Regions from separate parts of the Mus musculus genome. Here all the other regions are linked to region 1. The links are chromatin contacts, called in public Hi-C, HiChIP or PLAC-seq and promoter capture Hi-C maps. All regions are on one chromosome and are shown on one strand. The core of a region is the stretch at or near the end of the contact, and the rest is flanking DNA. Distances in the headings are between cores, read along the strand shown.

What was found. Promoter capture Hi-C pulls out the DNA fragments that hold promoters and counts their contacts. A called contact is a pair of places that touch in the nucleus more often than the background predicts. HiChIP or PLAC-seq counts read pairs in DNA pulled down with a chosen protein or histone mark.
Region 2: a promoter capture Hi-C map of liver shows a contact between it and region 1, with 2.1 times the contacts expected there. The contact joins the enhancer-like site here to the promoter of Atrnl1 in region 1. A contact is called at or near these places in 3 of 39 promoter capture datasets (hippocampal neurons, liver and pre-B cells), 11 of 115 datasets of contacts at active chromatin or transcription factors (astrocytes, craniofacial prominence, embryonic basal ganglia and 8 more) and 1 of 9 other capture datasets (macrophages).
Region 3: an H3K27ac HiChIP or PLAC-seq map of embryonic stem cells shows a contact between it and region 1, with 5 times the contacts expected there. The contact joins the enhancer-like site here to the promoter of Atrnl1 in region 1. A contact is called at or near these places in 13 of 39 promoter capture datasets (the 3T3-L1 cell line, 3T3-L1-derived adipocytes, the HPC-7 cell line and 9 more), 2 of 484 Hi-C or Micro-C datasets (brown adipocytes and nephron progenitors), 18 of 115 datasets of contacts at active chromatin or transcription factors (the NIH/3T3 cell line, acute myeloid leukemia, cardiomyocytes and 14 more) and 2 of 9 other capture datasets (adipose tissue and embryonic stem cells).
Region 4: an H3K4me3 HiChIP or PLAC-seq map of bone marrow-derived macrophages shows a contact between it and region 1, with 3 times the contacts expected there. The contact joins the promoter of 4930449E18Rik here to the promoter of Atrnl1 in region 1. A contact is called at or near these places in 3 of 115 datasets of contacts at active chromatin or transcription factors (bone marrow-derived macrophages, embryonic limb bud and pancreatic cancer cells).
Region 5: a Hi-C map of CD8 T cells shows a contact between it and region 1, with 4 times the contacts expected there. The contact joins the enhancer-like site here to the promoter of Atrnl1 in region 1. A contact is called at or near these places in 3 of 39 promoter capture datasets (the C10 cell line, hippocampal neurons and pre-B cells), 2 of 484 Hi-C or Micro-C datasets (CD8 T cells and embryonic stem cells) and 6 of 115 datasets of contacts at active chromatin or transcription factors (craniofacial prominence, embryonic forebrain, embryonic hindbrain and 3 more).

Annotation. Positions count from the first base shown.
Region 1 is chr19:57,608,616-57,613,151 of GRCm38.p6, reverse strand. Atrnl1 (attractin like 1) reads right to left here and starts at 2,118. Exons shown (of 29, transcript NM_181415.4): 1 at 1,509-2,118. The coding sequence starts at 1,798.
Region 2 is chr19:57,113,082-57,117,617 of GRCm38.p6, reverse strand. All of the region lies in intron 6 of Ablim1 (actin-binding LIM protein 1), which reads left to right. Among named protein-coding and RNA genes, the nearest start is that of Ablim1, 100 kb to the left of the region's middle. Within about 2 kb of position 2,482, at least 22 of the 459 cell types and tissues checked have an H3K27ac peak or open chromatin away from gene starts, as enhancers often do. A contact at or near this core is called in liver and memory CD8 T cells, where this site is marked.
Region 3 is chr19:57,139,587-57,144,122 of GRCm38.p6, reverse strand. The region is part of intron 4 of Ablim1 (actin-binding LIM protein 1); the gene reads left to right. Among named protein-coding and RNA genes, the nearest start is that of Ablim1, 74 kb to the left of the region's middle. Within about 2 kb of position 2,197, at least 12 of the 459 cell types and tissues checked have an H3K27ac peak or open chromatin away from gene starts, as enhancers often do. A contact at or near this core is called in embryonic stem cells, where this site is marked.
Region 4 is chr19:57,272,121-57,276,656 of GRCm38.p6, reverse strand. 4930449E18Rik (RIKEN cDNA 4930449E18 gene) reads right to left here and starts at 2,697. Exons shown (of 3, transcript NR_045319.1): 1 at 2,588-2,697; 2 at 140-260. It also overlaps a transcript of Ablim1 not described here.
Region 5 is chr19:57,325,140-57,329,675 of GRCm38.p6, reverse strand. The region is part of intron 1 of B230217O12Rik (RIKEN cDNA B230217O12 gene); the gene reads left to right. Gm50270 (a long non-coding RNA gene) reads right to left here. Exons shown (of 3, transcript XR_003952853.1): 2 at 1,374-1,521. Among named protein-coding and RNA genes, the nearest start is that of Gm50270, 3.8 kb to the right of the region's middle. Within about 2 kb of position 1,830, at least 4 of the 459 cell types and tissues checked have an H3K27ac peak or open chromatin away from gene starts, as enhancers often do. A contact at or near this core is called in CD8 T cells, where this site is marked.

The DNA.
Region 1 (4,536 bases), core at 869-3,368:
TTTCCTTGTCCATTGCTCTCTCCCACAAGATATCCTCTTAACAAGTAAAAGGGCTGGCTGGCTAACACTATCACCGACAGGGGAACTAATGCTACTCAAGAGGCATCATAAAATCAGATCTTGCTTTCTCATTGTAAACTTTTTTAAACTTTTCAGTGGCACCTCTCTTTTTAAATTACTTTAAAGGTATCTGTAAAAGTTATGTATTCACTCCTAAAACTTTGAACTCTGGAAATACTTACTGCTCCAAACCAATTTTATGAAATTTCACCTAAGATTTCCCACCAAAACCAAAAACTAAAGAATAAAATCTACTTAAAATTTCAAAGTGTCATTTAAGACAAACATTTTTTTACACTTAATATGGGGTATTGCTCTAGCGAGCAACAGTAAAAATGTGGGAAAGAAAGTAAAGAAAACTATGCTGTGATTAAAACGCCAAGGAAACCACCCTGAAATAGATTAATAATGTCAGCCATATTCTTACCTTTGGCTCAAAGCCAGAGATACTTTACCTAGATTCTGCTTTCATCTCCACAACAAATACTAGCCATCTACATAGTATTATTTCACAACCACAATCAGCCGTAAACTTCATGTTAAATATCTAGGACAAGCTTTCTCGGTGACCGCTTTCCTGCAGTTTCTCAGAGAAACCCACTTCTCCGCCTTCCCAACGGCCACCCCACTTCTTTTTATAGAGGCAGAAATCTAATAAGCATCAGCCAATAGGGAGAAGTGTCTCTTCCCCAGAGATGCAGGCTCCTTAGCACCTTGCTTTTCAGCAAAACCAAACTGCTGTCCCCCATACACCTGTCAAAAGTCACACAAAGCCATGACTGTCCTGATAAACCCAACACCTCTAAATGCATATTCTGGAGTGAAGCTGGCTGGACTGGAATCACGACTCAGCATTTTCTGCATAACCTTGATCGAGTTAACTTAAATTGCTGCCTGGATTTCTCTCTGTAGGTTCTGGATAGAAGGCGTAAAATTCCAGTAAGTTATAGACTTATGGGGAAATGGGTGAGAGGACCAACCTAGAAACTTATAACAAGGTACAGATCGTAGTTTGCCCATTGTAAACCCTATTTACCACACTCGACGATTACTAAACCGAGGCGTGCTCTCTGACTAGAGGAACAGCACAGGGAAGGAGCTGGGCCACAACTTTAAACCCTGACGCCTCTGACTTCTCACAATGTTCATGGATTTTTCATGAGTTATTTCCTCCGTTTCTGATGGAAACAGATACTGTCCTAATTGGCGGAGTTTGGCACGAATTGGAGTGAGAACATTCTTTCTGCGCAGAGGATGACAAGCCGCTGAGGACATGCGGAAAGCACCGAGTCAGCCCGGGCTGGGCGCCTGCTGGAGCTCCCCGGGGCACCCGGAGGCTGGAGGGGCGCAGCGTAGGGCCCCCTCCCGGGGACCCCGAGGCCAGAGCGGGGCGGGGAGCTACGCTGGCGGGGCAGGGCTGAGGCTTGGGGTCCCACGGTAGCACTTACTTGAACCTGCCCTGGCAGTGCTGGCACTGGTCCCCAACCCAGCCCGGGTCGCACAGGCAGGTGGAGTTGACACAGCGACCGGAGAAGCAGGAGCCAGTCCTCTCGCAGGGCTTGGACTGGGACACCTGAGCATAGAGCGCCAGGTAGAGGAAGCCATAGCACAGCAGCCAGCTGTTCCCGTCCAGCAGCAGCCAGGAGGAGGCGCCCCCACCGCCCGCCGGCCGAGCCCTCCACAGCACCGGGGAGGCCGGCTGCGGGGCACCCGAGCGGGCCCGGACCCCCGGCTCCATCTTCCTCGGCGTCCCGGCTCGGCGGGGCTGCGCTCGCGGGAGCGCACGGGGATGCCGCTGAGCGGGGATCCCGGCCGCAGAGGACCTCGCCGCCGCCGCTGCTGTTCCTCGGCTCCTCAACGGCGCCGACCCCCGTCCCGCTGACCGGTCCGGAGCGGCGGATCCCAGGCGCGGCGGCCTCCGGTCGGCTGCCTCCAGTCACACTCGGGCATCGCCGCCCGCTCCCCTGACCTTGTCCTCGGCGAGCCGAACCCTGCAGCCACGGTAGCTCCGGGAGCGGAGCGAAGAGCCGGCGGCGCCCCGCGCTCCGGAGGGGACCCGAGGGGGAGGGGACCGGGCGGGAAGGGGGAGGGGACCCGCACGGCCCCGCCTCGCCCGCGCCCCGCGCCGAATGCCGAGGCTCGCCCGGGAGGGCGGGGCCGCGCGGGAGCCCCCGAGATGGGCGCGTCCAACAGGAGCACGCGGGGAGGGGAGGGCGGCTGTCGGTACCCGGCGGTACTCCTGCTAGCCTGAGATACCGCAGCAGCCTGCTTCCCTCCGTCCTCCAGACACAGTTGCTGTGGCCGCGGTCGCAGCCCAAACTGCGGAGAGACGTCCCCGCAGCCTTGTGCGTACGCACTCTCGTGGCCACTCCCCCCCCCTCGGTCCGGGCGCGGTGGTCTCGCCCGGCCCCTGACGGGGACCTGGGACTCCCCCGCGCGCCCACCCGGCCGGCGGGCACCGCTGGGAGTGCGTCCCCAGGTGTGGCCCGCGCCGCGGAGCCCACGGAGGAGAAACCCACTCCGACCTCGGGGCCTCGGCAGGAAGGCAACCTTGTACTCCGCGGGCTGCAAAAGTGAGGCGCCCGCCCCAGCGCTCCCCGAGTCTCCTGCACGTTTCTTCTTCTTCTTCTTTTTTTTTTTTTTCTTAAAAACTCCCAACTACACACAAAGAGCTGAGCATGTGCAGCCAGCAAAGTCTTAAAGGCACCGCGGTCTGACCACGTTATGGGGTGCAGGGACAGGGCGGAGTGGGGTGAGGGGCTGCATGGGGCGCGAAGCTGCTCCCGTGGGGCGACCTCAGCCGCGGCGGCTCTTTATCGCCCAATCGGGGCTCCTCATGCCCAACAAAGAACTGCTCCGAGAGCCACCCCTCCCGACGCTGCCTCGGAACCTCACCAAATCTTCTTTTCTCTTGTCTATGTTTCCTCCTTCGTCTGGGACACTATTCTCTCTTGAAAAATGTTGCGACATCGGGGCTTTTTTTTTTCCTTCAGAAAAGCAGAAGTGATTTCCAGAAAGGGCCCTTTCCCGTTTTCAGCGGCATCTATTTCTTCCTTGAGATGACTTTCCAAGATTTAATTGCATAAGCTGAGATATGTCTTCTACTTTTCTCTATACGGGCCTGTTAGCTGAACCCTTGAGAGGAAGCTGTGCACAAATTGCAGGCAAGCACCCTCGAGAGTTGTTGGAGCTCCACCAAGGAGCAGGCGGTACGAACAAGATTGTGAAACTCACCAGACATTTCTGACAGCTGGAGCAGAAAAGTTTTGGTTGTAACCACAGTCATAATATTATTGTTAAGATTCACTCCGAGTTTATTTTGGGAATAATGTACCCACGTCATCTCTTTTAATCTCCATCATCCCAATTCACAGAGAAAATCCTCTATTAACCCCATTTCGCAGATGAGGGAATAGCATGAGAAAGGCTGAGGTGCGTGTTGGTAGCAGAAACGGATCAAGTCCTCTAACTTGTGTGCGTTTTCAATGTTTATCAGCCCACTTCTGTTTGCAGCTGCTTTGTTCTCCTTTGGTGAATAAAACATAAGTGCTGGCTGGCTTGGTTTGCAAATACCTCAGCAATGACTTAAGAGGAAAACAAAAGTCCTGGAAAAAAAAAAAAAAAAAAAAGGCTCCTTCCCAAAAGAAGAAAGGCAGCTGATTCTCACTTGTACAAAAAAAAAAAAAAAAAAATCCATTTCCGGGACACAATAGTGTGAGCCATGTCCTGTAGAGCCTGAAATTTGGCCTGCCCCATACTTTCCCACCTTTTCCACATTCTGGTGTTCTTCAGAAAGAGGGGGGCAGAGTTAAGAGGATCTTGTTAGAGGCCACTCCTTTTCACTGCAGTGACAAAAAGAAAAAGGAAAAGGAAATCCAAACCCTTTAGGATCCTCTGTTGGTGGACAATCTCCTTGGCTTTTCCTTTCTTCTTCTCTTCCTACCAGCTGAAGTTTAAAGTCAGCTACATCTTTCTCACGTCTAAGGTAGTGTCACTTTCAGACGTGTGGAAAGTGGTCAATTCTTAATCCCTCTCGTGAATAAAGGTAATTCAAAGGGTACACGGGAGTCTGTCTCTCTAACAAGAGAGTTCACAGCTCAGCCACACGCCGACTGGGGCGTGTATTTGAGTGAAGGGTTTGCCCATTAAAAACACACATCTGTTGCCATCTGACCACTGTAATCATTCACCGTACACTGAACGTGCAGCCCCAAAGGCCTCCTCTCAATAGTACCCTTCGAATACACTTGAATACATTAAATTCATATGAAAGGATTCACATAAGGATCACACCAAATCTCTGCTTCGCCTATATCCTCTTTCTCCTTCGAACTGTTTCTGTTGACGTTTTATGAGCAACTATGATGAAGTACAGGTACAGAAAGCAAAACTGAATAGAGGTAACGTCTACCTTTGTATTGGGCTCACAAATTAGTAAGCTCCCAATAGACATGCGTGTCACATAATCTGCAGATA
Region 2 (4,536 bases), core at 1,233-3,732, 500 kb after region 1:
GTGAAGTTATTTAGATTATCCAAACAGGTTCTGACAGGTAAATGAAAAAAAAAAACCTAATTAAAATATAATTGTTGCCATTCTGTAACGGATCAAAAGGCTGGCTGGGTCTCAGGTGCTTCCAGTGGCTGATTTTGCCAGGCTTCTAGGCACGAATTACTTTTAAGCAGGTGTGGTGCCAGACCTCTTGTGGAGCTGTGAATGGAAGTTGTGAGGAGATGTTTTAAGTGGGGTTGCTTAAGCGTTTTCATGGGTCAGTGAGTTTAACCCTGTATCAGCGGTTCATCTACCAGCCACAGGGAATGCTGCACCAGGGCCACAAAGGGCTTCCTCTGCAGCGATTGCAGCTTATCTGGAAGACCAGGCAGACAGAGCCACAGGGGTTTTGTAATCTGCTGAGCCCTTCAGAACAGGGTTTTCAGCCTTTGCACTGCTGACATTTTGGATGGAGTCATGCTTTGTGGCTGGGGACTGTCCTGAAGGATGTTGAACATCAGGTTTCGCCTGCACTTGCCCGGTGACAGTGGTACCTCCCTCCCCAGCCACAACCTCAAATGCCTCCAGACTTTGGCAGAGCCTCCAGTGTGTGTGTAGGGGGAGGGGGGAGAGTGGCCCGCACCTGAAGGAGTTCTGCAGAGTCCCAGGAAAGGAATCAGACTAGCATTTTAGCCTTATCATTTAGGTTGTTGTCTGACCTTTATCTGAGGGCACATCTGTTGGGATGGGGGTGGGGTGGTATATGCCTCCTTCTCTTTGCCCTCAAAGGCCATCTGGTATTTGTCCCTGATGTGGTTTGTATAGTCAGGCATCTATATCTTGAGTGCATCCGGGAACTTCAATTTAAAATGAAAAAGAAACTCTCACAGTGAGTGGAATCACCCACAGCCTTTTTATTCTGCAGATAAAGGTGTTTTGATATGTGGGTATTGGGTGTGTCCACGCAAACCCAGGTCTTTCGTTTGTTTGTCCAGTTTGGGTGGGTGGTTTGTTGTTTTTGTACTTCTGGAAAATGAAGGTTTTTTAAACCCCGAACCTCCCCCAGATGCCCCACTCCCATATCAGGGGGTCTCAAACTCTAGAGTTTGGAGAGGGAATGGACCCTTACTGCTTTGTCAGGGAACTACTGTTCACAGTCTTTTTTCTACCTCACAGGTAACACGGAAGTCAGTGGCTGGAAGGTTTTTTGTCCATTGATTTGTCTCTTCTACCAACAGCGCATGGTACTGTTTGTTCCGTCCAAAAGATAAATACATATGAAACTACGTCTGCCTCGTTATAGCTATTTCTGGACAGCCCCATACCCCAGCAGTAGCTGTAAATTTCTTAGCTGTATACTCAGAGTCTCTTAGAAGTGGCGTTGGCCACGTTTTACAGTGTTTCTCCAAAGAGCAAGGTGCGGCTGTGATTTCCATGAGCAGCTGACCAGTCTAGAAAGCCTTACTGCTCTATCAGGAAGCTGGGAGAGGGAACTGGGCCGCCTTGGTTTGCTGGAATCCATCTTTAGTGATATGGCTGGATGGGGCCGTGGCATTATTATCAGAGTTCTGTTTCTGACTGAAAAATAAATGTATTTACCTCCACCTGGAGGCACCAGCGAGTTATGTGCACAAGTGTGGCATTTTTCCCGTGTGCTCCTAGAAACAACATTTCCTCCTTACTAAAGCCCAGCTTCTCGCTGCTCCCTAGATCTCAGGTCCACAGTGCAGAGAGCTTCAGTGTTTGAGGTCATTTGCTCTCCGTTGCACTCAGCAGTTGATGACCCTTGGAAAGGTCATCCAGGAGCTTGGCCTGCAGGAAGAGAGGCTCAGAAGGCTCTGATGGGGCAGGAAAAGGCAGGAGTGAAATCTTGGTCACTTATTATAAGAGTCACAGCCAAAAACACTCCCGTAACAAAACCTACAGCAAATGTATTTAGGTAAAGTTTTATATGGCACAGACAGTTTTAAAATGGATACCCAAAGACTTTAGGGAAACTCCATTTTTATGCTTTGCTGGGGTGGAGAATGGACAGCTGTGTGACAGGGCAAACTCATGTGACCTAACGAAAGGAGACAGAGGACCTGACTGGTCAGGAGCTACTGGCTTGGAGCATCAATTCCCCCTGGGGTAGGGCAGGACTCCTCTGACCAGAGAGGAATCACCTCTAGAATGTCTTTCTGGCCAGCTCCCACACAGACAAGTGGGGTAGGTCCGAGCATTATCTCAAGGTTTTATGGTGGGCTTTGGCCAAGAGAAGAAAAGTCTAGTTTCTGTGATTTGCTCTGTGAGAGGAAGAGTCCTAAGATGAGGGTGGGGGGTGGGGAAGGTCAGCGGGTGTGTCTTCCCAGGCCTTCCCAGCTCTTGGATGTTAACCTTCTCAGTGCCAAAAGCGTGCCTTGAGCGATTGCTCCAGAACTCTTATCTGCTAGCTGTGTCTACAGGTCTGCACTGTGTATTTTTTTTTTCAAAAGGATATATCTTGTGTGCCGCTGTGGGCAGGTGTTCCGTTTAAAGGTTGACAGGCAGGCACTTTGAAGAATGCAGAGGAAGTGTGGGTCTGTGCATTACAGAATTTGGAAGGGAAGAAAGCTTATAAATTCTTATTCATGAGATCCAGAAAGTCAATCTCTGCTGGTTTTGAAAGTCCCACAGGCTACACTGCCTCTGGCTTCAGTAAGACCATGGGAACCCCAAAGGACCTGAGGCAAAGGAAAGTCCTTGCATCCCCTGAGAAGGCTGTCATCCTGAGAAATCTTGCCATTACACATGAGCAGACCCCTCTCCTCGCTCCTTCTCACATGGCTTGGTGTGGGGTCTCAAGACTGAGACGGGGTCACGACCTGGCTGCAGGATTCTCACCATCTGAGGCAGTTACTGCGATGTGGACTGTGCTGGTGACCTGAACTCAGAACTTTCCTGGGATATGCAAGGAATAAAGGTTGTAGTGAGAGATAAAGAAAATGGAGAGCATTTTAGGCTCTTGCTTCAGTTCGCAGACTGAGCCCATGCCCTGAGAATGTGTGACTCCACAGAGCTGGCCTATGTCACTCACTATAGCTGTGTCAACCAGGGACATTGAGTTTTGTCACAGAGATTCCCAGGATGAAACAAACACCTGGTTTGGGGATATGGGTGGGACTTACAGTCTCTGTGTGTGTGTGTGTGTCTTTGTGTGTATTTCAGGGAGTATTAGTCATCTGTAGATACATAAATAGTCTTCAGGAGTCTTCATGACCAGGAAAGACAGGTATTACCATGATGTAAACATAGAGAAAAATTCACACATCAGATGCCTAAACAAGCAAGAGGAAAAATTAGAAGTTTTGACAAAAGAAATGATCTCTAAGTCTCAGAAGTGATACAGGCAGTTGTTTGTCATCTTTATGCATAGGTGACGGCACTGCACGCAGAAGGCAAAACTCAAAACTAGTAGAAGATTGTGGTTACATCACTCAACCGCAAGGACTCAACCGCAAGGACTCTGGGTCTCGCACTTCAGAGTTGACTTAGGGACTGGAGCGATGGCTCAGGGGTTGACAGCATTCGCTGCTTTTCCAGAGGTCCCAGGTTTAGTTTCTAACACCCATATGAGGTGGTCACAACTGCCTGTAACTACAGCTCCCAAGGACCAGTGCTCTCTCCAGGCCTTCATGGACACGGGGACACACACACACACAGAGACAGAGAGAGAGAGAGACAGACAGAGAGGCACAGAGAAGTTTTTTAAAAATATTTTTAAAAAGCAACTTCAAGCTCGGCAGTGGTGGTGCACACCTTTAATCCCAACACTTGGGAGGCAGAGGCAGGCGGATTTCTGAGTTCAAGGCCAACCTGGTCTACAGAGTGAGTTCCAGGACAGTCAGGGCTACACAGAGAAACCTTGTTTCGAAAAACCAAAAAAAAAAAAAAAAAAGAATTAAACTAGTTTCAAACTATTGAAGCTAGAAGATTGATTTTTATTTCTTGGGCTTCCAATCTGTCTCTGCCTGAAGCCAGAAAGGCTCAGAGCAGCCCCAGGAGAGGGACCGCAGTGAAGGCACGCACGCGCACACACACACACACACACACACACACACACACACACACACACACACACACACACACACACACACACACACACACACACACACACACACACACACACACACACACACACACACACACACACACACACACACACACACACACACACACACACACACACACACACACACACACACACACACACACTGGTGCCTTTATCCTTCACCGCACCTGCAGAGATATTGGCAAGCACAGGATTGTGGTCTCTCCACACAGCTGGTTCGAGTCCTGGCCATTTTTTTACTCCTACAGTTCAGTTGAAGCAGAAGCTTGCTAACACTCAAACCCTCTTTCATCTTCCCTTTCTGCTAACTAGGACTTTTCTTCAATTGTTGAAGTTCTACTGAGCTGGCTCCTTGCATTCCTGCCTATGTCTGTATACCTTGTCCAAATAAACACACTTGAAAAGATAGAGAAATGTGTTTGGCGAAGCTCAGAACATCCCCTATCGGAACTTAAGCCAGCCTTCTGCTT
Region 3 (4,536 bases), core at 948-3,447, 470 kb after region 1:
TAATAACAACACTTGGGAGGTAAAGGCAGGCAGGTCTCTGAGTTCGAGGCCAGCCTGGCCTACGTAGTTCCAGGACAGCCATGGCTACACACACACACACACACACACACACACACACACACACACACACACAAACCCTGTCTTGCCCTTGTTCTGACTCCAGCCATGAATGGTAAGAGGACTGTCAGTTACCCTTCACATTCTCTTTGGAGGAGAGGGAGAGAGCTGGTTCTTGCCAAGGAAGCCTGCCTCTGAGAAGCTGGTGTGGAAATCAAGTGTGATTTCCTTCTTGGCAAAAGCCCAGGTATCTGCCCGGCCACAGCCGGTTATGGCCTTTTACCAGGTTGAAGTCTGCAATGGAATCAGGTAGACCTTCTGAGTCTGATGATGATTCCACTGGAGGAAGTTCATGCAGAATAAAACTTACCATTCTGAAGTAAACATTTTGGTGGCTTTGATACATCTGTAAGCTGCACGACTGCCTCTCGGAATATTCTCAACTCCCTAAAAGAAAACTTTGTTTCCATAAGTAGCTGTTTCTCATCTTGCTCGCTCTCTAGCCTGTCAGCCCCTGATCTGCTGCTCTCTTCGTGGATCTGCGTGGCCTGGATGACTCCTCTAACTCCGATCTCGGTCTTTGGTTTCTGGCTTCTTCATTTGATGCCGTGCTTGCCAGATTCATCCAGGCTGTAGCATTTATCTGTATTTCATTTCTTTTCACGGTTAGATAGTATTCCATGATGGAGCTCAATCATGTTCTGAACGTCCATTTGTCTGTTAATTGACTGTTTGTCATTTCTGGTTTTAGTTATTCTAAACGTGTACGTACAAATATTTGAAATTTTTTCTTTTACATCTTGGTATATGGACTATTCCAAGTCTACAAAGACCTGGCTGCCAACTTTAAAGTTTCTCCAGGAAATTACCTTCCCCTGGTATTCTTTTTTTTTTTAAAGATTTATTTATTATTATATGTAAGTACACTGTAGCTGTCTTCAGACACACCAGAAGAGGGAGTCAGATCTCGTTAGGGATGGTTGTGAGCCACCACGTGGTTGCTGGGATTTGAACTCAGGACCTTCGGAAGAGCAGTCAGGTGCTCTTACCTGCTGAGCCATCTCACCAGCCCCTTCCCCTGGTATTCTTAATAAGTCCTGCATGACCCAGGCATCGTTGAATATTCTCAGGTGATAGCAAGTAGTGGAGTTCCCTTGGAGTGGCCTTTGTCCATCTCTCGATTACTCCCTCTCTGAGTTTTTGGTCCTTCTGTTTTTTTTTTCCACCCAGAGCAGAAACCCTTGTTGGTAGCTTGAACAAAATAATTTTTGTAGCTCTTGCTTAGATTTCTTTAGTTATAAGCATCATGCTGTACAGTATTAGCCATAGGATTCCTGCTTGAGAAAATCTGTGTATGTGTGTGAGGGGAGTACATATTCATGTCTGTGAGGACATGTACGGGGGGGGGGGGGTGCATGTTCATGTGTGTGAGGACAAGCATGTGTGGGGGTGCATGTACACGTGTATGAAGACATGTGCATGCATGTTGGAGGGTGCCTGTTCATGGGTGTGAGAACGGTCGTGTGTGTGTGTGTGTGTGTGTGTGTGCATACATGTAGAGCCATAAATCAGCCTTTGGTGTTACCCCTCAGGATAATGCACCTTGGCTTTTGAGGTAGAATCTCTTACTGGGTAGGATGTAACAAGGGGACTTTTCTGACCACTGAACTTGGGGCATCTACTTCTGTGTGCCTCCCTAGTACTTGGGTCCTTAGCTACTAAGGCATCCCCCAATGGATTCCTAAACGAATGGAGAGGGAAGGACTCTGGGTCTTGTGACTACTAAGAACCACACCCAAGAGCAGTTAAAGGGGAGAGTCACCTTGAGAATCGGCGGCGTGTTCCTTGTGGCAGGCTGTGAACCCTGGCTTAAGGGATTTGACTTGGAAGCTTGACAGGCACACTTGGTACCCATTTATGAGAACTCCAACCAAAGAAAGTACAACTCTGTAAGCATCTGTCATGGGAAGAAAGATGGGCTGGCATGCCTCTGCCAGTTCCATCTTTGAGGACTTAGCTGGTGGCGGCTGCCAGGGCTGCCCTCGGCTGCCCTGAGAAAGCTGACAGAGTGCTGCTGTCATGGGTCACAGAAGTGGGTTTGCTGCGCTGTATTGTTTTCCAAAGACAACAAGAAGCTCCACTTAAAATAGCCAGTCAGAGGCTGCTCGGGCTTGTGCTGTTTACAACATGGCGATCAAGAGAGAGCAGAGGGAACAGCTGACCTCAGCAGGGGCCAATTACGGAAGATCTTGTTCAAGGTTACATACTTGGGCAGCATATAAGCTTTTCAAAATCATCCTGGGTCATTTTTAGCTTCTGGGATTAAATGATTAATAGCACTGAGACCCCTTTTTTTTATAGAGAGGGGGTACACAGAACCTACATGGACAATATGTTTCCCTTATCCAGTTATGAATCTTCTGATATCATGGTGCTTTTCTGTCTTATGGCAGCGATGTCTATAAGTTTAAAACTACTTAAGCAAGAAGACCCAAGTTCAGCTTCCAGCACCCGTACTGGGCAGCACACAACCATTTATAATTCCAGCTCCAGGGGATCTGACACCCTCTGACCTCTGTGGGCACCTGCATACACACACACACACACACACACACACACACACACACACACACACACAGAGGTGGGTGGAGAGGGAGAGGGAGAGGGAAAGGGAGAGAGAGAGAAAGAGGCTGTAGAAATAACCCTGTACAGTGCTTAGCCTAACAAATGTGTAGCTTTGCGTTTCGTGTAGTGCCCTGTCTTTATTTGTTCCATTTTGTATGTGTCTGAGACTGGGCCTTGCTCTGTGGCCCAGGCTGTCCTGGAACTCTGGGATTCCCAGGTAAATCTTCCAGCTTGTACCTCTCCAGCTGTGGATTACAGGCAGCACCACCATGCCTGACTCTTCCTTTGCTTATGTTGACCCTGTACCCATGGCATTTGCTAAGACATTCTAAAAGGAAACTGTGGACTCACCGGTTTAAATAAGCAACATGGACTGGGACCAGCCCTTAATTGTTAGCTCACAGGTGTCTAATTTAGGACCTGGCAGTATCCTGTAGCCTGGATGAAAATGAAGGTCAGCTTCCAAGAATAATCCAGCAATGCCCACTTGACAAATGATGGTAGAGACTTTTTTGGTCAAGGAAGTATTTTCAAATACCTTAAGGATGTTGAAACTCTGGACCAGCTTTCACACTCACAGAGACACACACACACACACACACACAGACACAGACACACAGACAGACACACACACAGACACACAGACAGACAGACAGACACACACACACACACACACACACACACACAAGGAAAATCTGGATCATTTTAATCTGTGGGTCTCCAAGTAAGGACCTATGTTAGTTTGTTGTACTGCTGTGATAAACACTCAGATAAAAGCCATCTGAGGCGAGAAGGTTTGCTGCACCTTCCAGACTAGACGCCATGTTCAGGGAAGCGAGAACAGGAGCCTGGAGGCTGGAACTGAAGCAGAGACCATGGCCGGGTACTGCCTAGTGGCTGGCTCTCCATGGCTTGCCCAGTCTGTTCTCTTATACACCCTAGGCCCACCCATGCAAGGATGGCACTGCCCACAGTAGGCCAGGCCCTTCCACATCCATCACTAACCAGAGAAATGTCCCACAGGCTTGCCCACAAGCCCACCCGAGGGAGGCATTTTCTCAGCAGACGCTCCCTAGCTGATGTCAAGTTAACCAAAAACCTACCTGCTCAGAACCTCTGAAGGCCCGTTTAGAAGCCTTAGTGCTTAGTGGTTACAATGATGAGAGCAGGTGACTTGACACTAGGGCTTAGGAGGCACCATAACTAATGGGAGCTGGCTATCCCATACACAGCGGGCAGTCACTTAGCACCCCCAGTGGCTGTTCTCTGGCTAAGTGTTAAAGATCGTAATCCAAAAGCACCTGACCCTAACATAATATCCTGTCTGTCTGTCTGTCTCCGTCTCCCCCCTCCCCCGACACACACTCACACACACACACACACACTCACACACACACACACACACACACACAGAGAGAGAGAGAGAGAGAGAGAGAAGGCTGGCAAGTCTGAGCTCTGTTGAACAGTTCACTCTATTAAAAACTTAAAACCTCATGTTAGCCAAGCCTTGGAACTTAAATTTTGTATTCCCCCCCGCCCCTGAAACCCCTTACCTTGAGTTCCTGCCAAGGATGATGTACTTCTATAAACAGTCTATTAATAGTATACTTGGTAGGGTCTCCTAAATCTTAATTTTCCAATAATAGCAACTTCTATCTGGCCATAAATTTACTTGATAATTTTGTTTATGAAAAATACTATTTGGTGTATGAAAAATACTCTAGGTGTCTATAAAGTAGCAGGTCTGGAACCGTGGGGATGCCGGAACCATGGGGATGCTGGGACCGTGGGGATGCTGGGACGGTGGGGATGCTGGGACGGTGGGGATGCCGGAACCATGGGGATGCCGGAACC
Region 4 (4,536 bases), core at 1,448-3,947, 340 kb after region 1:
ACGAAGAAAAATGAACACACCTTTTTTTTTTGAGGACCTGACTTTGCCCCCCCCCCCAACCCAAATTAAAAACAAGAAGTTTGGTGCTGGGGAAGCCATGGTAAACATTCCCCAGGGCTCACTGTGCAGCCAGACTTACCCACAACCTTGGTGAGTTTCAGAGCAGTATGAGGCTGTCTAAAAATGAACTAATAAAGTATCCAGCAGGCAGGAACATTAGCAATGGCCTCTACACATGCATATCTGCACACGTGTGTTATCTGTGCACGCAAACACACAATTTGTGTATAAATATTTATTGAAGCATTATTCATAATAGCAAAAATGCTTGAAATAACTTAGAATGTGATGAGTAGATACATAAATAATATATTGAGATATATAGATAATATAATGTATTATATATATACATATATATAATACTTATCACTAAAAATAGCGGAGTCTCAATGCACACTGTAATAGGGGTAGAGTTTGTTTGGTGAAAGAAACTGGAAACTAATGTCACATGCTTTACAATTCTATGTCTAGGAAAAAATACCAGAATCTACAAGAGGGAGACCATGGAGTGAAATATAGATATTTATTGCTAATCAATATAAACTGTCTTTTAGGGGCAATAGCCATGTTTGGGGATTATATAGTAATTAAGGTCTCACAACTTTATGCACACAGTAAATTCTACCAAAGATTCTTGAAATACTAACAGGATTGAAGGGTGGGCTGGGTACTGCGTTCAGTCAGAGAGAGGGAGGGGAGGATGAACTGAGTGTGACCATGTGAGGTTTATTTAGGAATCAGGCTAGTGTGTAACTGCAGAGACTCATACATGCCCTGTGCATTTATATAAGTTTAGCCTGCGTTTGTTTAATTTATGGCTCAGTTACATAACCCATCTGGGATGTGCTTAGGCCTCGGGACACTGCAGTGACTGATCACAGCTTAGCAGCTCATCTGGAGGTGGAACTGGTGCTCAGTATAGGAGGCAACTGTTTATAGTCCCCAGCTCCCTTCAAGGAACACATTCCTTGAGTACACGTTAATTTAGAAAAGAAACATCCCTTGCTATATAAACAGTAGAGCAATTTTTTTTTTTTTGACAAAGGATGGAAAACTACCGAGATAGGTTGTTTCGCTCGGATGAGGTGAGGGTTTAGTGACAAGCTACTTCTGTTCTCAAAGCGCGTATATTCCAGAGAAGTAGCTGGAAGAGCCAGGAAACTGTGACTCTTCAGCTGGCTCGTAGCTTCACTAATAATTAACCTAATGGGGTGAACAGCTGACCAGAGGGCAAAGTAGTCAGAAGAAGGTTATGTCAAAATGCTGCCTCCTCCCTGGTCCCCATAACAGAGTCACAGCCTCATTTTCTTGGACTCGGGTTTAAGAAACACCCTGGGGTTACCGCCATTCCTTAGCTGAGTTCCGCGGTTTCCTACACCCCGTGTCCTGAAGGCAGTTAACAGGATTCACAGTCCAGGTCTTAAACACTCACTCACTCAGTGGTTACTTTCAATTTAGGAATCAGCTGTCAACATTTGATTCTCAGGGCGTATTTTTATTTAGCTCCAGTCATGTGGAACAGAAGCCTTTAGTATTTTCTAAGGGTCTGTGTTTCCTCGGATGTCCCAGAGTTTGATGGTGTCAGCTCTGGAGCTAAGGTGGCAGTCTGGGCCAGCTGGAAATCTGGTGTACTTGGGGCTTAAGGACAGAAAGCAGGTACTTTTGGAATCAGCCTGGAGTCACGCGTTTGCCCTGCCATTTCTGTTAGCATTCCTTCTAGGCTCCGCCCCACCGTTACCTGGCAACAGCCAGGTACTGCCTGACTCACTATAAAAGGGGCTGCTTGCCCCCTTCCTCACTCTCTTAATCTCTTACTCTCTCCTACTTTTACCCTCTCTGTCCTTTCTCTCCCCATCCTCCTCCCCCTTCTCTCCCCATACCGCCCTCTACCAAATATATTCCTGGCTCTTTCATTTTTATAAAACGCAGCAATTCGCTCATTGAGATAACTCAGTGCAGATTTTCTCTAAGCCTCAGTTTCCTCGCAGACAAGATACTGTAAGCAGAGTACAGAGGAACGGCAGCCCAACCTGAGAGGTGCTGAGCAGGAACCATGTTACCGTTCCGTTTAGAAGCTGGAAGGGTGCCTGTGTGCGCAGCAGAGGAGGCAAGCTGAATGACTGCGTAGACACTGACTCCTCCTCGACCCAGCTGGGGAAGAGCAACCTCACGAACACCTTAAAGTGCTCGGAATACCCAGAAGACAGTAGGAAAGGTGGGGTGGGCACCTCGCTGCATAGGATTCTACACCTTTGCCACACTTGCTTGTCACTTTAAAAGTGAATATGGTTGAATGACTTAACAGGACCCTCCCACAAACCCACAGTCTCTTGTCTCCAGAAGTAATTACTGTCTTGGCCTTTGGTATTACTGCTGCCTTGTTTTCAGAACGTCTCCATTTGTGTGCTGATCAGCAAACCCTGTAAGTCGATGGTCAGAGTGGTTTTTCTCCTATGAGAGCACATAGCTTTCCTCTTCCCCCTCCTCTGCTTCCTCCCCTGACTTGGAGATAGAACCCTGTTCCTACCTGTTTCTATAGTCCATTCCTCTCTACTCCTCCCTCCTTTCTTAAGAAGTGGGCCTTCTCATTTCTGCCTTCTAGGCTGGCTCCAAACTCCCAGGTGCCAGAGATCCTCTGGCTTCAGCCTCCCGAGTTGCTGGGATTCTAAGAATGCTGCTGAGCCCAGGTTCTCTTTTTTCCTGCTGACTTGTGTTAGTTTCGACTGTTCCTGGTGTTGATGGATATTTAGAGGCACTATCACTCCATTTTTTTTAAATCTCTGTGATTCACTGAACAGTCTTACCTGTGTCTTGTCCCCCACTACCCAGTCCTGAAAGGGCAACCCTGGACCAACATGCAAAGTGAATGGACCAACAGGAACTACTGGGGCTTTGGGTTGAAGGTCTTCCCTTTCAGTAACTATTCACAGTTTGCCCTCAGAAGTACTTGCATGGGTTAATCTTACCCGCAGTGTAAACACGTCCTCAGTACTCCACAAAATCCCCAACAGCAGCCTCATCGGGCTTGAGGGTGGGGCAATATCTTACTCTCAGTGTATTTGGCATTTTCCCAGTTACTGAAGAGTCAGAACATGGCATGTTGTGTGACACCATCCCAGGGAATGTGAATAAATGTCTGCTCACCCCAGATTGGGATCTTTCCTTTCATACTGGCTGGGCGTGGCCCCTGTGTAACTCTGCCTACGCTTGCCCCTCCCAGCGTAACTCCTCCCATGCTTGCTCCTCCCAGCCAGCGTGTTAAAGGTACCTGCCCTATATTCCCTTTCCCTAGACCCCAGATTTCTGCAAAGTTACAGATTTCCAGGGTTACAAATAGCCTGCGAGTTTTTTTTTTTTAAAATAGGGATTTGCCCATCCATCCTCGTACCCAGAGCTATATTCTGCCCCTTGCTCATTTTGATGCAGCAATTTTGAGCCTCTGTGTCTCTGGCACATTTCAGCATTTTCTACTGTCAATTTCTCTTCCTCATGAGACTCTTGGCCAGGAAGAAACAAGTAAGTCGTCACGAGGCTGCTGTGCTGCTCTGCGCATGCCCAGGGCTGGGCACCCGAGGCTCACTAGCTCAGGGACCAGTTCCTGGCCTATCAGTGAGGCAGACTGGAAAACAGTCATTTCAGTACCATGTGTTCAGTGCTACAGTGAGGAGATATGTGCATCAAGCTATGGTTGGAGGAACAGGGCGGGCATTAGTGCAGCCCTAGCTGGGTCTGAGAGCTCGAGTGGAATTTTGCCAAAGGGAAAAAGCAGACAAGTGTGACAGGGTGCGGAGTTGTCCTCCCCAGACCAGCCTGTGGCAGCAGGCATCTCGTTCCTGGCTTTTCATGCCCCTGGGTAAAGACAAAACATTATCTGCTTAGACACCACAGCATTCCTGTAAACTAATGCGTTAGGGACATAGAAGTACCATAAAAATCTGAGTGCACACATGTGTGCGCCATACGACGTGGAGTACGACTACTGCGCATGCCAGACAAACGCCCTGCCGCTGAGTGATTCCCTGAGCCCCTTCTCTGCTTTATATTCTTTACTTTATATTTTGAGACAGTGTCTCACCAAGTTGCCCAGGCTTGCTCTGAACTTAACAATTCTTCTACCTCAGCTCTGAAACAACTGGAATTGTGGACCTGTGCCACCAGACCTGGCTGACATTGTATTTCTTAATGAAGGTTAATGGTTCATATGTCTGGAATTTATCAGGACAAAATATGACCAGACAGTAGGATCTGATTAGAAGGCTTAAGAATGATCTGTGCAGGGTAAGGCAGTCTCAGAGTCTTTTTGGTCTGATGGGTGGTTAAAGCCAGAACACACGGTCCGAGTGGTCTGTGCCGTGCTTCTGCCCAGGCTCAGAACATAAGCAGGCCTCCTGGGACCTGTCAGAGTTTCTGTCCAAGTTCAAGGTCTCCTTGTGATGCCCCCTCTCAAGAGGTGGTACTTGCCTATCAGGAGCTGTT
Region 5 (4,536 bases), core at 581-3,080, 280 kb after region 1:
TCCATTCTTCCTTCCTTTCTTCGAGGCAGGGTATCACTATATATTGCTGACCTGGAATTTGAACCCACGGAAAAGTCCTGCCTCTGTCTCCCAAGTGCTGGGATCAGTGTGATGCACGGGTACACCCAGCATTAAAATTATCATGCTTATTATTATCACAGAACCCTATCTTTGTACAAAGCTAAAGACCGAAACACCCCTAACAGATGAAATCTAAGCAACTCATCCACCCATCACTGGATTCCAAAGAAGAATAAATATAATTTTTCTTACTTACTTTTTAAAGTATAGTTAACTTTGAGTCTCAGTAGGATAGCTTTCAGATTTTTATCAAAAACTAACGTCACCATCATCTGATTCCTTATCATGAGTAGTCCTAACAGAGTGTGCCTTACTGTTCCAAACACCGGGCTCAGTCCCAGCCCATATCCAGTGCTGTGAACCAATGAAGAATTAGAATCTATGAATATGAGTTTACAAGGTAGCACCTTTAGGTGTTTAGGTTCACAGTTATTTTAATGTGTGCTGATTCATAAGCTGTAAAATGCAACACAAGTCAAAATATTTATTTGAGGTGCAGATGTTACACTAGGTGGCGCTATTTGGCAGCGTGAAACCTGTGTTGATTCCCGAAAATAAGGTTTTCTTTGTTTCGGTATTCTATGAGGCAGGGTCTCTCTACTTAGCCCTACTGATTTGAAACTCGCTGTGTCGAACAGCCAGCTCTCAAAGTTGAGTCATTTCCCCTTCCTTTGTGTCTTGAGCGTTGGAATTACCGGCGTGAGCCGCCACATTCTGCTAGATAATGGTTCCGTTATACTTTGCCATACTTTACAGTTATTCCGAAGGTACACAAAGCAATTCAGTTATTTGTGATTTTAAAGTAATAGGCTTTTAACTTAAAAATAGGGGTCGACAGAAGACTGCAAGTGGAAAACCCACCTGTGATTCTACGTTGCGATATCTTTTGAGCTTTATATCTCTATGGTGCAGGAACCTCACAGAGAGGCAAGTCCCATGCCAGACCTTGACCTTCCACTCCCATGATGCTCATCGAAATGGGACTCATAATCTCACTGAGCTGTAGGTATTTGTGGTTTTCTCAGTTTTGACTCTTCTTCCTCCTCCAGGTTCTATTCTTTTCATATTATTGTTTTACGTAGCGTGTGCGCACGCACGCACGCACATAATTGTAATTTGTTTGTGTTTACCTACCCTTCTCTTCTGTCCCTTCCTGCCTTCCCTCACTGGCCAGCTCTCCCCCAGAACAGTTACCCTTCCTCTTCTATGTCATAGCTATAGATACTGATGTAGACTCAACAATAAGAAAACATTGCAACATTTTGTCTTTCCCCATAATCCTCTCTTCCCACCTTTTCCTCCATTCACTTTGGCCTCTCTTCTATAGTCAGCACCTCCAAGCACACACACGATTCTTCTTATGTGGAAAGTTGAGACGTCTGCTTTTCCAAGTCTGGCTTATTTCTCTTAACATGATGGTCTTCAGTTCCATCCATTTTTCTGGAAAAAAAAATCACACACTTCATCTGTCATCACAGCTGAATAAACACTCTACTGTGTATAAATGCCACTTATTTATTTATTTATTTATTTATTTATTTATTTTTGCCCACCATCTGTTGATAGGCATCTAGGCTGGTTCCTTCCTTAGCTGTTGTGAATAATTCAGCAATCAACACCCACACACAAGTATCTCCCTGCTCTGCCAACTAGGCTACTTTTAGTTTGCTGAGAAACCCCCACACCTTTGAGAAACCATGCTGTACCAGTCAGTCTATATTCCCTTCAGCATAAATAAAGGCCACTCCCACTCCCTCCCCACATCCTTGCCACAGTTTGTTGGCATTTGCTTTTCTGCTGACTGAGGTGAGATGAAATCTCAATACAGTTTTAAGTTGCATTTTCTTGACAGTTAAAAATGAACATTTCTCCTCCACTTCTCTTTCTCCTCCTTTCCAAGACAGGGTTTCTCTGTGTTGTCCTGAAACTCATTCTGTAAACCAGGCTGGCCTTGAACCCAGAGATCTGCCCTATTCTGCCTCCTGAGTGCTGAGGTTAAAGGTGTGCACTGCCACGCCTGGCTGAACATCTTCAAGTATTTATTGGACAATTTGGCTGTTCCATAATTCAGAACTGACCCTTGCTGCTGTCTCCAGCAATGTGCAGGATGCCAGATTCAATCTCCCTGTCTGCATCTCCTGCTCCTCTCTGCAACTGCATTGTCCTGAACCCTGTACCGATGAGGACTGACAGCTAATTGTGCACACCTCTTTCCAAGTCCAGGTTCAATAGGCTCAGTAGCCTGGAATCAGGTGAGGGGAGGGTGTTTATGCCACGGAAATCAGCTGATGCTTCAAACAGGAGTCTCTCTTCCTAAGAGCCACTTGTTAACTGTTTGCCTGCACTTGGAGAGATGGTGGCTGCCATCTTGTCTTCACAGCTTCTCTCCCATCCCAGTTTCTCTTGTCTCAGACTTTGTTTTTTATTAGCATTCTCCTGGACTCAGTTCTGGGTCTCTCTCCTCCCTTTCAAACATTAGCTAGCTTCAAGAACAGTCTTACTAATTCCCACGTATTTAAATGAAAACATTATCAGGAGTACCACATTCAGATAGGTGTTTCTTTCTCCATACCCTCTCTTGTGACCCCTCCCCCATTACCCTCTCTTGTGACCCCTCCCCCATTACCCTCTCTTGTGACCCCTTCCCCATTGCCCTCTCTTGTGACCCCTCCCCCATTACCCTCTCTTGTGACCCCTCCCCCATTACCCTCTCTTGTGACCCCTCCCTCTATTCAGACTCCTTCATCACTCAGCTGCAGACCTTTAATATCAAACCATGAATATGAATTTGTGTCTCACGGACGGACAGACAGACAACACAAACGCATGGCCAGAGCAGAGTCTCAGACTTGACTGCACAATGTTTTCTCTTTCCTCTTTTCCATCCCACTGGACGCGAGAACCATACACTCTTCTGGTTGAAGCCAGAACCCAGAGAGTCAGCGGACCTTCTTAACTCTCATCAAATCAACAAACCCTGCCCCAACTCTACCTCCCAACTGTTTTTGACTTCGCACGTGTGCACGCATGTGTGTGTGTGTGTGTGTGTGTGTGTGTGAGAGAGAGAGACAGACAGACAGACAGAGACAGAGAGATAGTGAGAGAAAGAGAGAGGGGGAGAGAGAGACAGAGAGAGGGAGAAAGAGACAGAGAGAGGGAGAGAGAAAGAGACAGAGAGAGGGAGAGAGAGAAGAGAGAGAGAGGGAGAGCGAGAAGGACCTCCAGACAGTTATGTGCTTCCAGCTAAATCTTCCTTCAGTCTGTACCCTCTCTGTTCTGATCTTCCTTACGGGATTAGGACAGAACTTTCTGGAACTGCCTGCTCTACAGTCTTTTAACCTTGCATCCTGTCTCCTCCAGTGTTATCTTGTATGGGTAAGGGGCTGCCCCGGGCATCATTTCATTACGCAGCTCACAAAAGGGAGAGACTAGAATCCCTGACCCACTCTGGTTTTCTCAGGGAACTTTGACTTTCTTGGCTGTTCATTTCCCCCAGGGATCCCGAGGTGTGTTATCAAGGGGCCAGCCTGAGTTTGTTTTTCAACTTGTACCCTTTCCTAAAGAGGGGGTGGTGCAGAGTGCCGTCTGTCACTTAGGGTAGGTTTCCAGGAATTGCTCAAGCAATTCTGTCGTCTGTGACTGTGAAAGGATAAGACACCCACCTTCACTAGAGGGCGCACATGAGCCACTGTGAAAAGAAATTCTCTCTCTCTCTCTCTCTCTCTCTCTCTCTCTCTCTCTCTCTCTCTCTCTCTCTCTCCTTCCCTCCCTCCCTCCATCCTTCCCTCCCTCCCTCTTTCCCTTTCTCCCTCCCTCCTGCCATTCCCCTTCCTATCTCTCTACGGGGCTAGTTGGGATTACAGGTGTGAGCCACAAACCCGTCCATTCAAGAGTAATCATTGCAGGAATTCCATTAACAGTAGACTTTGAAAAACTTCAATGACTAGCAAATGAAAACTGAGGCAGCCTGAAATAAATACTATTGACTGCACCACCGACCGAGGCAGCCTCTGAGACTCAGAAAAATCTTCAGGATAAACTGGTAAATGAAAATGCGCTCTGTAGGGTCAGTATGGAATAAAAGAAGTCATGTTGTATTGTGTGTGTCCTACCATCACACATGGGTGTTTGTAAAGGAGGGAGGTTGTGAAGAAGGATAGCTAACAGACGTAGATCTTAAGCATCCCTCAAAGGTGGGTTAAAGGTCGGTCCCCAGCTTTAGGTACATGATGGTGCATCCCAAAGGGACTGTGAAATTCTGGTCCATGGGGCAAGAGGACACCAGATGGAAGAACTGGTAAAATCCCCTCAAAATAAGATTGAACCCCTTCTTTTAAAAAACTAAACACCTATCTCAAAGTATCGCTCCGTGGCACCTCAGTCTTCTAGCAGGCTGAACCATGAAGTTCAGGTCTCAGTGACTTGTCCCCAACCCTGGATCAGAATTGCTCCCAG